3 separate regions of the Mus musculus genome follow, and all the other regions are linked to region 2. A link is a contact called in public HiChIP or PLAC-seq and promoter capture Hi-C data. All regions are on one chromosome and are shown on one strand. The core of a region is the stretch at or near the end of the contact, and the rest is flanking DNA. Distances in the headings are between cores, read along the strand shown. Region 1 holds the start of Pnmal2 (PNMA-like 2). Region 2 holds the start of Mill2 (MHC I like leukocyte 2). Region 3 holds the start of Ccdc8 (coiled-coil domain containing 8).

The links. Promoter capture Hi-C pulls out the DNA fragments that hold promoters and counts their contacts. HiChIP or PLAC-seq counts read pairs in DNA pulled down with a chosen protein or histone mark.
Region 1: a promoter capture Hi-C map of embryonic stem cells shows a contact between it and region 2, with 9 times the contacts expected there. The contact joins the promoter of Pnmal2 here to the promoter of Mill2 in region 2. A contact is called at or near these places in 3 of 39 promoter capture datasets (cranial neural crest, embryonic stem cells and maxillary cranial neural crest) and 1 of 115 datasets of contacts at active chromatin or transcription factors (stem cell-derived neural progenitor cells).
Region 3: an H3K27ac HiChIP or PLAC-seq map of embryonic stem cells shows a contact between it and region 2, with 8 times the contacts expected there. The contact joins the promoter of Ccdc8 here to the promoter of Mill2 in region 2. A contact is called at or near these places in 2 of 39 promoter capture datasets (the 3T3-L1 cell line and hippocampal neurons) and 1 of 115 datasets of contacts at active chromatin or transcription factors (embryonic stem cells).

The regions. Positions count from the first base shown.
Region 1 is chr7:16,941,903-16,946,248 of GRCm38.p6, forward strand. Pnmal2 (PNMA-like 2) reads left to right here and starts at 2,780. Exons shown (of 1, transcript NM_001099636.2): 1 at 2,780-4,346. The coding sequence starts at 3,191.
Region 2 is chr7:18,838,408-18,843,072 of GRCm38.p6, forward strand. It overlaps Mill2 (MHC I like leukocyte 2), which reads left to right and starts at 1,559. Exons shown (of 6, transcript NM_153761.3): 1 at 1,559-1,684; 2 at 3,063-3,107. The coding sequence starts at 1,585.
Region 3 is chr7:16,992,330-16,996,990 of GRCm38.p6, forward strand. It overlaps Ccdc8 (coiled-coil domain containing 8), which reads left to right and starts at 1,573. Exons shown (of 1, transcript NM_001101535.2): 1 at 1,573-4,661. The coding sequence starts at 2,259. The coding sequence ends at 4,316.

The sequences.
Region 1 (4,346 bases), core at 1,530-4,029, 1.9 Mb before region 2:
TGCATACCTGGGATCCTAACTCTGGAGAGGCAGAGGCAGGAGACTTCCAGGCCAGACAGAACAATCTAAAAAGACTTTAAGTGGCCACCCCGACCCCTGGATTTCAAGCTAGTATATGCAGATTGACTGGTGTGCATCACTATGTGAGCAGTGAGTTGCACACTTTATATATTTTTAAAAAAATTTTTACATGTATTTATTTGATCATTTATTTACTTTGTTTTGTGAGTGTCTGGGGTACATGTATATTTGGCACGTAAGTGGGGTCAGAAGACGTCATCCAGCCATGATGATGATTTCTGGTTCTCTCCTTCCGTTCTGCGGGTCAGCAGGCTGCTGACAAATGCCTTAACCCGCGGTGGCATCTTGAAGGTTCTTTTGGGGTGTTTTTGTATTTGTTTTTATTTTTGGTTTTTTGAGACAGGGTTTCTCTCTGTAGTCCTGACTGTCCTGGAACTCACTCTGTCGACCAGACAGGCCTTGAACTCAGAAATCTGCCTGCCTCTGCCTCTCAAGTGCTGGAATTAAAAGCGTGCGCCACCACACCCGGCTGGTTCTTTTAACTACACAGTTTAAATTTTATTTACTACTATTGTTAGTGTGTGTTCATGAGAGTTCATGAGTGGCTGCTGTATGTACGTGTGGGTTAGAGGAATTGAACCTGGGTCCTCAGGTGTGGCAGTCGGCCCTTTACCTGCTGAGCCATCTCCCATGTCCTCAGTCATATGTAAAGATGGGTTAGTTCATTATATGGTGTTCATTTCCATGTGAGCTTTCCCTACAGCTGTCCACAGCAGATGTAAAAACGTATGTGATTTAGGTTTTTCATCTTGTCCTGTGGATCCACTCTAGTGCCTCCATGTTCACACACACATACACACACACACACACACACACACACACACACACACACACACAGTGAAAGAAACAAAAAAAATTTTTTTTGGAACCCAAGTCGATCTGGAGATAATGTAAGCTTTGGGGTTAGATAAGATATTCAGAAAATTCACTTTGGCTTTGTATTAATTAATGATGGTTGCTGTAAAATGCCACATCACACAGGCATTTTGCATTTGAGGCTAGCATGGCGTTTCTGTCTGAGGGACATGAGCAGGGGAAATGGAGAACAGGTAAGCAGTTTGCACAGTGCCCGGTTGCCATGGGAACTGTGCCATCAACCTTTTTTTTTTTTTTTTCTTTACTGACAAAGCAAATAACAAAGCCAGAGGATGGGGGGAACCCAAGGTGGTTTTGTTCTGTTCGTGTTTATTATTTAACAAATGCTTATGTAACCTCAGGCCTGATAAACAGCACACACAGCCGTTGTTCAAGGAGAGGCAACTAAGCCAGCTTCTCTCCCCTCACTCTCATGGGCTGGGGTCTCCAGGAGACCCTTAGGAAAAGGAACAATGGCTGTCACCATTTCACAGAGAAGCAAACAGATCAGGGAAAGTTCTAGAAGATTCTCGAAGTTGCTGCTGAGAAAGCAATAAGGATAGAATATAAATCCAACAGATAGTCTATTCAACTCATAGAGGGAGGGACAGGCAGCTCAAGGGCCTTTAAAGCAATGGACCATGGGTATGGTGGTAGGTGAGAGCTGACCTAAAAGTTGTCCTCTGACCTCCATACATATGCTGTGCACAGGCATGCCCCACCGCACATGCATCGTACATATGCACACACACACACACACACAAATCATAAATAAAACAAAAATTTCAAAATAAAAAATTTGGAATATCTGGGTACAGTGGCTCACACCTATGATCCCAGCATTCTGAGGCAGGAGGATTACCAGGACTTTGAGGCTAGCCTGGGCTACATAGTGATATCCTGTTTCAAAAACCAAACCCCAAAAGGATCCAGGTGTGCTAGCATACAACGTCAATCCAGCATTCAGCAAGCAAAGGCAGAAGGCAGAGGGCAGAGGGCAGAGGCAGAGGCTGACAGATCTCTATGAGTTTGTGGCTAACCTGAGCTACACAGTTCTAGGCTAAACTGGCCTACAAAGTGAGATCCCGTTTCAGAAGCAGAATATAGGGACATCCATGAGTGAAGCTGGTCTCCATGAGTCTGGTACCCACATACTGAGTACCACACACCCGAAATGATACCCCTTGGCTCATAAAGGACAGCTGACCGGGGCGTTTCTGCTTGCTATTGAGGATACGGTAAAACATAGAGCCCGTGTGAGGTTACACCTCCAAAGGACAGTTTGATTTGGGGCTTTATTAATCAGAGGTCTATCTGTCCCGCAGGAATGAGGATGTAGTTCGGTTGGTAGAGTGCTTACGCAGCATGCAGAAAACCCTGGCCCCGAGCCCCAGAGACGTATTAATAAAACAGCGCAGGCTAGACACCACTGAGGCCTGTAATCGCAGGAGGGCGGAAGCAGGAGAATCAGAAGTTCAAGGTCATCCTTGGCTACATGGCAAGTTCAAGGCTAGCCTGGCCTTGCTTCAAAAAACAAAGCCAGAATAAATGACCCTGGTGGAAGCCTCTATTCTTTCCAAGGAGGTGTCTGTCTATCCCTTGAAGTGAGACTGATCACCTTCAGTGGTTTTCACAGTGACTTTGTCTTCCTTCTTGGCTCACTAGTCCCTAAACCCTCCTTCCCACCTGGCCCTTTAAGAGCAGCTGCTGCGACCGTACCCGGGCAGACCCCAGCTGCAGCCTGCAGTGTTACTATGGAGACGGGGACTAGCAGGAGGGGGCGGAGAGGTGATTGGGTCCGCGCAGGCGCAGACCGAGGCTGCCGTTCCGCAGCGGCCCCGCTGAGCGTCTAGACCCGGGTACGCGCTTCACTCCAGACTCCGCGGGAGCACAGGCGAGCCGCTGCTCTCACTCACCCCCACGCCCACCAGGTGCGTTGATCGTCGCCCTCCTGTACTCCACCAGCGGTGTCCAGTCACCTAGGTTGTCAGGGACAAAGGGAAGGGAGGAGCAACCCGGGACAGCCCGGAGAAAGTACACGTAAGCCCCCTGCGGACCCTCGGATTGCCCCGGGGGAAGACCGTTGAGTCCGGCAAGCTAGCAGGTAGCTATAGCCTACAGCCCCAAACCCGGAGTCTGGACTCTCACCCTGCTGGTGGCCTTTCCAGAGTGGGATTGACCTAGCCTGTGTTCAGTAGCCCACCCCTTTCTCGGGCTCCCTCCCGCCTAAGATTAGCCTCCGCCGGGCAGCGCCATGACGATGAACCTTCTGCAAGATTGGTGTAAGGAGCTGGAAGTGGAGGTGCACAGGGCCCTCCTGATCACGGGCATCCCTGAGCGCCTGCAGCAGGCGGACATCGAAGCTACCCTGAGTCCGAACTTGCAGCCCCTGGGCAACTACAGGCTTCGGACTGTGAGAGCTGTAACCAAAGAGAAGTCTCAGGCAGCCCTTGTAGAATTTGGGGCAGACTTCGATCACTCTGCCATACCTATCCACATTAGGGGAGAGAATGGGATTTGGAAAATCCTGAGTAAGGACCGCGGGCAAGATGCGCGGGTCCTTAGGCAGATGAGGCGCCTGTTGCTGGATGAAAGGCCCATGGATGACTTCAGAGAAATAGCCATCCCTCTGGTATTGGAGGCCCAAGCCCAGGCCAAGGGATTAGGGAAGGAGGCCAAGAAGGCTGGCTCCTCTGAAGGGGCAGCTAGGAGCGGCCGTCGGGGCCGTCGGGGAGGCAAGCGCCGATCCAGAAGCCACAAGTTGACGGCTCAGAAGGGCCAGAAGAGGAGCCGGGGAGGGCGGCGAGCCAGGAGTGAGTCGGAAGACTCTTCTGATGACAGCCTGGGTATCGTCATAGAGGAGATCTACGCAGAGGACCTGAGCGTAGATGAAGACCAGAGGGCCCTGTATGCCACGCTCCAAGCAGCTGCCAAAGAGCTCACCAAGAAGTGGGCCTTTCGGGGTGACCAGGAAGAAGGAGATGGCCCCCGAGAATTCTTGGCACTTGTCACTGTCACCGACAAAGCTAAGAAGGAAGAGATAGAGAAAGACCTTCCTGGGACAGAGTCTATCTGCTTAAACATCAAAGACGAAAAGAGCGGGGTTCCTGATTTAGTCGCGCTACTGGCTGTGAGAGATACCCCCGCAGTGGAGGTAGAGACAGAGGTGGATGATGATGATGAAGATGACGAAGATGAAGATGATGAAGATGATGACGAAGATGAAGATGACGATGAAGATGATTCCGACAGCGAGTCTCTGGAAAATGGAGAGCACGGAAAGGAAGTGATGGATAGCCCCGAGTTTGTGGCTATTGTGGCTTATACAGACCCCGCTGACCCCTCTGCCAGAGAGGAAATGCTAAAAATAGCTTCTGTGATTGAGACCCTCGGCTGGGGCGACAAAAAAG
Region 2 (4,665 bases), core at 309-2,808:
GGTTTCCTATCTTGCTTTGGTCCAGTATTTTCTCACTATGATGTTTTGGAATGGTAATGTATATCCTGTGATGCTGGAAATATGTGATCTGTTTTTTATTTTATAGGGGATTGCAGTTAAGAGATTGCATGAATGTCAGAGGAGACTCTCCTGGCTACCTGAAAAATAGTTTTTCCTGGTTGCCTTCAGATCAAGATTCAGAGCTCTCAGCTCCTTCTCCAGCACCATGTCTGCTTGCACACTGCCATGCTTCTTGCTCTGATGATAATAGACTAAATCTCTGAAACTGTAAACCAACCCTACTTAAGTGTTTGCCTTTATAAGACTTGGCTTAAGCCGGGCGTGGTGGCGCACGCCTTTAATCCCAGCATTCAGGAGGCAGAGGCAGGTAGATTTCTAAGTTCGAGGCCAGCCTGATCTACAGAGTGAGTTCCAGGACAGCCAGGTCTATACAGAGAAACCCTGTCTCGAAAAACCAAAAAAAAAAAAAAAGACTTGCCTTAGTCATGGTGTCTCTTCATAGCAATGGAAACCCTAACTAAGACAGGAACTAACTAAAGAAGGTGAGAACCTGGATGCAGGAGCTGATACAGAGGCCACAGAGGAATACTGCATACTGGCTTGCTTCCCATGGCTCACTCAACAACTTGCTTTCTTATAGAACACAGGACCACCAGCCCAGGGTTGTCACCACCCACAGTGGGCTGGGCCCTCCCTCATTGATCACTAAGTGAAAAAAATAAAATAAAATGCCTTACAGATGGATCTCCTGGAGGCATTTCCTCAACTGAGCCTACTTTCTTTCTGATGACTCTAGACTGTATCAAATTGGCACACAAAACCAGCCAGTACAGCCAGTGTTAGCCCTTTAGCATAAATGAAAATGGAATAGAATTAAAAATCACATACGGAAAATAGAGCATTATTGTCATCATAAGAATGTTAGTGTAGTCTCCTGGCATAAACGGTGCACACCTTTAATCCCAGCACTTCAGAGGCAGACGGCAGATCTCTGTGAGTTCAAGGCTAGCCTGGTCTAAAAAGAGAGCTCTGGGATAGCCAGGGCTGTTACACAGAGAAATCCTGACTCAAAACAACAAAAAAGCTTCCATCCCAGTTAACACTATTTAAACAATGTTAGTTTAGATTTGTTAATTCTCAGGCAATTAGTTACTGACCTGGGCTGTGTTCATCTTGCATTCAATTCCCCTTCTGAGCTGGCAAAGGACTATTACAGAAGCTACAAGGTATGGACCCTTCGGACATCCTTCAACATCCCTTCAGCTGTGTTCACCAGTCTGTTCAAACTACTTTTGATGGTGATTCATTTGACAATATCAGGAGGAATCTGTTGGTGTAAGAGATATCGGAGTGTCTTAGAAGACATTCAGATGTGAGTAACTCATCTGACCTTAAAAATAAAAAGAGGAGTGGTGGTACACAACTTTAATCCCAGCAGAGGCAGCAGATCTCTGGTCTACAAAGTGAGTTCTGAAGACAGCCAGGACTGTGTTCTCGTCACTTAGCTGATGGGTGGAGCTCTGAAGGGAGGAGTATGTTTGCACAAAACTCCATTTGAGAAAAATGAAAGCCAGTTCTGGAAAGCCCAGAGAATTCAGACCAGCAGTCCTACTGTTGATCTTAGGGCTGCTCCTTAGAGACTCACGGGGATCCAGCATCCAAGGTGAGCTCTGGGCAGGATGGGGACCATCCCTGTAAGCAGGGGAGGGATGAGTCACACTGTTTAAATGAGTGAAATTAGAGTGTACATAGAGAAATGGCTGTCCCAAGGAACCAAACTAGGGAAGTCACAACGGAGAGGGAGACAGAGGAAAGGGGGAAGAAAAAGAGAGTGTGTGTGTGTGCACAGAGAGAGAAGAGGACCAGAAATGTTTGGATTATAAAGGAAAATAATAATCTTCTGGGGGAGGAGAAGCCCAGACCCTGGGCTGGAAAATTCAGAGTAGAGGTCCGGGTGTGCTAGGTAGGTAGGGACTGAGGGATACCGGGAGAACCTAGGGGCTAGGTCTGCTTTGGTGTGTAAAATAGGCGGCACAGCCCCTGCTCTCTGCTCTGAATCCCAACCGTAAGGAATAGGTCAGAGCGCATAGGCACAGGAAAGAGTACGGGAGGGAGAGGCAAAGGGTGGAGCGGAGGAAACTGAAACTGGAGGAAGGCTTAGCAAGCCCAGCAGCCTTCGTAAAACATTCCCCGAGCTGACATAAGTGGGGCGTGGGGTTACATTGGGGAGCCTTTATTGTCAGCTGGAGGACACATGACTATTGGAGTACGCGGTCTACCACCGGAAGCCCCTGCAAGAAGGAACAGGCAGCCCTTTTCTAGACCTCAGTGGGTGGCCTTCTTAGGAGAAAAGGGATGTCTGCAGGGGAAGACTACAAAAAAAGGCCTGACACAGAGACCGGGGGGGGGGGGGGCGGGGCGGGAGGAGGAGCATTTAGTGTCCCTGCCCTGAAGAAACTCCCAGAAGAAACAGGGAGTTGGTGAGTGTCTGCACACCATGGGCAGAGGTCTGGATGCTGTGTCTGGAGAGGACCTGATTGGTGTCTTTGCTCATTGTCAGGTTACAGTGACTGTGAAGCCCGAGAAAACTGAGGATTAAGAGTGGTAGGGGCCTGTGATGAGACAAGCTGTGGAGGGTGTCTGTCTGTCTGGGAACTATCTGAGCAAGTATCAGGGAGGAGCTGGGGGCGGAGTAGAAGCTCAAAACACTCAACTGAGACTCTTCCCCCTCCAGTCCTTGGTTCCAGGGGTAGCTATAGAAGATTGTTCTTTTAATATCTGGAATAATTATTTTTATTGTTGTTGTCTCTTGCTTGTTGTTTGAGACAGGGTTTCACTGGGTAGCCCTGGCTATCCTGGGACCAGGCTGGCCTTGAATCCATAGAGCTCTGCCTGGCTGGCTAGCTAGAATTAATTTTCTCAATAGGAAATAGTGTGTGTGTGTGTGTGTGTGTGTGTGTGTGTGTGTGTGTGTTGCAACAGGTATGCAGGATATGCACAGGACAGAACAGCAAGGATCTTCCTCTACTCTCCTGAAACAGGGTTTCTGGCTGACGTGGAGGTTCATGGTTCCAGCAGGCTGACCAGTGAGTTTTCAGGACTGCCTGTCTCTGCTCCTCAAAGCTGTGGGAGGAGGGGTTACGGGAATGCACAGCCATGCTCTTCTTTTTTATGTGGGTGCTGGGGATTCGAACCCAGGACCTGTGTTTGCAGAGCAACATTCTTATTCACTAAGCCACTTCCTATCACCTGGCTACTTGCTTTTGACAGTGTCCCCACCATGTAGCCCAGGATGCCTTGAAACTTGGCCACCTCCTGGCCCAAATGGTGTATACACATGCACTACCACTTGCGGTGGGGGTTATTTTCCAAATCACCAGAAGGACCTGATGACATGTCTATGTCAGTTTTCTTTTCTTTGAGATGTAGACATTCCCCCAACAGAGTGGTGCATGGACTACAAATGACGAACTGTGTGGACTTGTCTTTGTCACTCAGAACCTACAGGACACAGAGTAAAGGCCCTGAACGTATCAGAATCTACAGGACACAGAGTAAAGGCCCTGAACGTATCAGAATCTACAGGACACAGAGTAAAGGCCCTGAACGTATCAGAATCTACAGGATACAGAGTAAAGGCCCTGAGAGTATATTTCAACTAGATAAATATTTGTCTGATCCGATCCAAATCCCATGATGAGTCCTAACCTTCAGCTGCATTACAGTTATCCAGGAGAATTCCCATCTGATAGACTACTTAGCACTGTGGTCATGGGAACTGGACCCACAGACCCACACATGCCAGGGAAGGGCTCGCCCCTTAGCTCCAGCCCCAGCTGCCTGAATTGTATTTCCTTATGTCCAAAGCCTGGTGAAATCCTTCATCCTTTTCCTATATTTTGTATATTTTAATAATATTTTCTTAACATACATGAAACAACACATAGTTTATTTTCCTAATAGCAGAAATTGCCCCGTTATGTGAGATTTTCCTCTGCCTTTGCTATGGTTGAGGCAAATGTCACCCGAAGGCCCATCATTGCAAACTTGAACCCCAGTCTGTGACATTATTGGGAGGGATGAAATGGGTTCAGGAAAATGAAGTGAATCATGAAGCAGAGCTTTGAAGGGGACAGTGAGACCTGTCTTACTTACGGTTTCTATTGCTGTGAGGAGACACCATGACCCCAGCAACTCTTATACAGGAAAGCCTTATTTACTTGGATCTTGTTTACAGAGGCTTACTCCATTGTCATCAAGGCAGGAAGCATGGTGGCATGCAGGCAAACACAGTGCCGCAGGGTCTGAGAGTTCTACATCCATCGGGATCAGCAGGCATAAGGAAGAGAGTGACACTGGGCCTTGCTTGGACATTTGAAACCCTAAAGGCCACCACCAGTGATCCCTTTCCTCAAACAAATTCACACTCACTCCAAAGAAGCCACTCCTCCCAATGCCACTCACTAAGCCTTCAATTATATGAATCAATGAGGGCCGTTCTTATTCAAATCACCACAGCTAAAGGTAGCTTAGTATATAGGGATTTAAGTGGGTGTGTATACCCTTCTTCTTCTTTTTTTTTTTTTTTTTTAATTTGTCATTTGAGCATTTGATGGTGTTGTTTCACAATAGCTTGACCCGGTG
Region 3 (4,661 bases), core at 323-2,822, 1.8 Mb before region 2:
TGTAAGCCACTACGTGGGTGCTGGGAACCGAATCCTCTATAAGAGCAGCAAGCGCTCTTAATCACAGAGACACCTCTCCAGCCCCTGGGTCTCTTGTAGCTCAGGCTGGTGTGAGCTCTCTGAAGTTGCGAGTGACCTTACCCTCCTCATCCCCCTGCCTTCAATTACTGCGATCACAAGTGTGCATCCCATGCCTGATATATGTTCTTATATTGATATTAAAGTCACTTCCTTACCTGGCCGTTGTTGTTGTTGCTTAAGCCTGATAATAGTGGCCTACGTAAAGCCTAGTAGACAGAGGCTGAGGCAGGAGGATCCCTGAAAGTTTGAGGCCACGTGGGATACATAAACTAAGAACTGAGGGTACAACATCTCTGTGATCTTAAAGGTTTTTTTATTTTTAAGAAAATTTTTTATTTAAAAAATATATTTATTTTATGTGCTTTGGTGTTTTGATGTATATCAGTGGGGGGGGGGTGTTAAATCCCCTAGAGGTGGGGTTACAGACATTTATGAGCATTATGTGGGTGCTGGGAATTGAACCCAGGTCCTCTGAAAGAGCAGCCTGTGCTTTTAACCATGGAGCCATTTCTCCAACTCCAAGAAAATATTTTACTTTAAAAACGTGTTTATCGGGCTGGGCATGGTGGCGCACGCCTTTAATCCCAGCACTTGGGAGGCAGAGGCAGGTGGATCTCTGAGTTCGAGGCCAGCCTGGTCTACAAAGTGAGTTCTAGGACAGCCAAGGCTACACAGAGAAACCCTGTCTCGAAAAACAAACAAACAAACAAACAAACAAACAAAACCCGTGTTTATCGTGTGTGAATTAATATATGTACAATCTGTGTATAGGGGTGCACATGTGGAGATTGAACAATAACTTTGTAGAATTGGTTTTATGTGGGTTCTGGGATTGAATTCAGGCTTTGGGGAAATGTTTTTACCCATTGGGTTATCTTGTGTGCCCCTTTTTGTGTGCATGAATGTCTTCTCTCTCTCTCTCTCTGTGTGTGTGTGTGTGTGTGTGTGTGTGTGTGTGTGTGTGTGTGTGTGTGTACCACGTATATGCAGTGCTCACAGAGATCAGAAGAGGGTATTGGATCCCCTGGAACTGGAAATAAACAGGGTTTTGAGCCATCGTATTGGTTCTGGGAGTCAAACCCAGGTCTTACATAAAGGTAGCCCATGCTCCTAACCATTGAGCCACCTCTAGTCCCATCCCCTTAATTTTAAACGCACGTTCATAATTGCAATAGCCTTCAAAGGATTTGAGCCATCAGCACTCGCACCTTTTGGGCTTGCACGTCTAGGATGGCAGGTTGGGGGACCCGTTGCCTTTTGGGAAGGATGATGACGTGGGTTTTGGCTGCAGCTAAGGGAAGCCCTGGCCCCATTGAGGCTCTGGGGGGCAGCCACACCTCTGTGGGGGAGGAGAGGGAGGCTGCCCTGAAGGGGAGTGGACAGCCCCGCTGCCAGTCTTCCCAGGCTTAGAGTGTAAGATGAGAAGGAGAAGGTGGGCCTCACCCAGGAGGGGAGGGCGCCCAGAAACTTCCTGCGGCTCTCAGCTCCACCACAGACTGAGCGCAAGGTCAGTTTGGAGCGGGTGGCAGACTGCCTGGGGGCGGGAGACCCTCCTCGGGGCTGGGCGGAGGCCTTTAAGCACCTCGCCATATTGAAAGGCCACGCTGAGCCGTCTTTGTCTGCAGAGTCCTCCCAAGAACTTTCAGCTATATCCTGGTGTCTGGGGCAAGGGAGAAGCGATCGGAGCTCGTGGGACCCCAACTTGGAGCCGGGACACTGGCGATTCCAGTTTGGACTGAACTTTGAGCCTCGGGAATGAGCGTGCTTCAGTTCATGTAAGCATCCTGGAAAACTGCTTGCTACAACTCCGAGGGGGTTGGGGAAGCCAACTTGGACTTGTTTCCTGAAGAGAAAATTGTAGGGAGGAGACACTCTGTGCGAGCAGAGTTGCTAGGACTGTCCACCGCCCCCTCCCCAAGACTAGCAGCCAAGTGTCTGGGCTTTTTGCCCCCACTCGAGCGTCCACGCTGGAGATCTTAAAGACTCTCGAAAAAAGCCACGTAGGGGGATGGTTCCCCTGGGGCTTCCTTCCGTCTCCCGATTGCCTGATCCTCTGGAGTGTCCCCGACGTCTGCAAAGATGTCGATCTGGACGTGTTAGTGGAGGCCTTAAGGCCTGTGGGCACCTTTAAGAAAATCGGAAAGGTGTTCCGCAAAGAAGAGGACTCCACGGTGGGGATGCTGCAGATTGGGGAGGATGTTGACTATCTGCTCATCCCCCGGGAGGTCCGCCTGGCTGGGGGCGTGTGGAGAGTCATCTCCAAGCCTGCAACGAAGGAAGCTGAGTTTCGGGAGCGGCTAATCCAGTTTTTGCAGGAGGAGGGCCGCACCCTGGAAGATGTGGCCCGTATCATCGAAAAGAGCACTCCACACCCACCCCAACCCCGCAAAAGAACCAAGGAGCTGAGAGTGAGGAGAGTCCCGCAGATGGTCACTCCTCCACTTCGGCTGGTTGTAGGTACCTATGACAGCAGCAATGGCAGCGACAGTGAGTTGAGTGACTTCGATACCTCCAAAGTCAAAGGCAACAGGAGCTCCTCCGGGAGGACCAGGAAGGTGCGCAAAATGCCGGTCAGTTACTTGGGCAGCAAATTCCTGGGCAGCGATGTGGAGAGTGAGGATGATCAGGAGCTGGTGGAGGCCTTCCTCCGCCGTGGGGAGAAGCCCAGCGCGCCTCCTCCACGACGCCGAGTCAATCTTCCAGTGCCCATGTTTGAGAACAACCTGGGGCCCCAGCCATCCAAGGCCGACAGATGGAGGGAGTATGTTAGCCAGGTGTCCTGGGGGAAGCTGAAACAGAGGGTGAAGGGCTGGGCACCCAGATCAGGCTCCGAGGTGGGCCAGACCCAGCAGGCCTCCACAGCAGCTGAGAGGGCTGGAGAAATGAGACACAGCCAAGCCAGCTCGGACGATGATAGCTCCAGAAACACAGGAGACCGGAGTGACCAGATGCTGGGTACTAGACGCTGGAAGCCCAAGATCAAGTGGGTTTCCCTGAGACGATGCAGGAAGGAGCAGGTGCCACCCTTCGCTCAGGGAACAGGCATGCCAGCTGAGGAGCACCCAGAGGCTGCAGAGAACCAGGGGGCAGAGGCTGCAGCTAACCAGAGGGCAGAGCCTCTAGCTAGTCCAAGGGCAGAGGCTGCAGCTAGTCCAAGGGCAGAGACTGCAGCTGATCCAAGAGTAGAGGCTGTTGCTAGTCCAAGAGCAGAGGCTGCAGCTAGTCCAAGGGCAGAGGCTGTAGCTGATCCAAGAGCAGAGGCTGCAGCTAGTCCAAGGGCAGAGGCTGCAGCTAGTCCAAGGACTGAGGCTGCAGCTAGTCTCAGGGCAGAGGCTGTTGCTAGTCCCAGGGCAGAGGCTGCAGCTAGTCCAAGGGCAGAGGCTGCAGCTGATCCAAGAGCAGAGGCTGCAGCTAGTCCAATAGCAGAGGCTGCTGCTAACCAGAAGGCAGAGCTTGTAGATAGTCCAAGGGCAGAGACTGCAGCTGATCCAAGAGCAGAGGCTGCAGCTAGTCCAAGGGCAGAGGCTGTAGCTGATCCAAGAGTAGAGGCTGCAGCTAGTCCAATAGCAGAGGCTGCTGCTAACCAGAAGGCAGAGCTTGTAGATAGTCCAAGGGCAGAGACTGCAGCTGATCCAAGAGCAGAGGCTGCAGCTAGTCCAAGGGCAGAGGCTGCAGCTGATCCAAGAGCAGAGGTTGCAGCTAGTCCAAGGGCAGAGGCTGCAGCTAGTCCAAGGGCAGAGGCTGAAGCTAGTCCAAGGGCAGAGGCTGCAGCTAGTCCAAAGGCAGAGGCTGAAGCTAATCTGAGGGTAGAGGCTGCAGCTTATCTCAGGGCAGGAGTCCCACCTGACCAGAGGGCAGAAGCCATAGATAGTCAGAGGGCAGAGGGCCCAGCTAACCAAAGAACTGGTGCTACAGAAAATCAGAGGGTGGAGGTCCTAGCTGACCAAAGGGCAGGGGTCCTCCATGACCAGAGGGAGGAGGCAGGACCTCAGGGTATACAGGAAGCCTCAGCTGGTTCGGGATCTAGGGCCCAGAAACAGGTAAAGACAGTGAGGTTCCAGACCCCAGGACGCTTCTCATGGTTTCGCATGCGCAGGAGAGTCTTCTGGCACACTCCCAGGTTGCCAACCCTGCCCAGGAGAGTCCCCAGGGCAGGTGAGGCCAGGAGCCTCCGGGTACTAAGGGCTGACATCAGAGCAGATGTGGAACACAGAGAGCAAGAAGAACAGCTGTAAGGGAAGCCCAGTGCCCCTGCCCCCTGCCTGCCTTTGTTAGCTACTGGGATGCCTCTCTCCTTTTCAGGTTCCTTCTCTCTCCATGTTTGAAAATGGGGGGGGGGCAGGGGTGAGGGGTCAGGCAGCACCGCCCACACCTTTCCTCCCCTTTCCACCCTCATTCTCTAACCTTTCCTCTTCTTCCCTCTCCCTTTCTTCTCTCTCTTTTTCTTTCCTTCTGTCTCTATTTTTTATTTAAGACAGAGTCTTGCTATGCAGCCCCGATGGCCTGGTGCTCCATATATAATTGGCCTCAAACTCACAGTAGTCGTCTACCTTAGGGCCCAGAGTACTAGGGTTACAGGT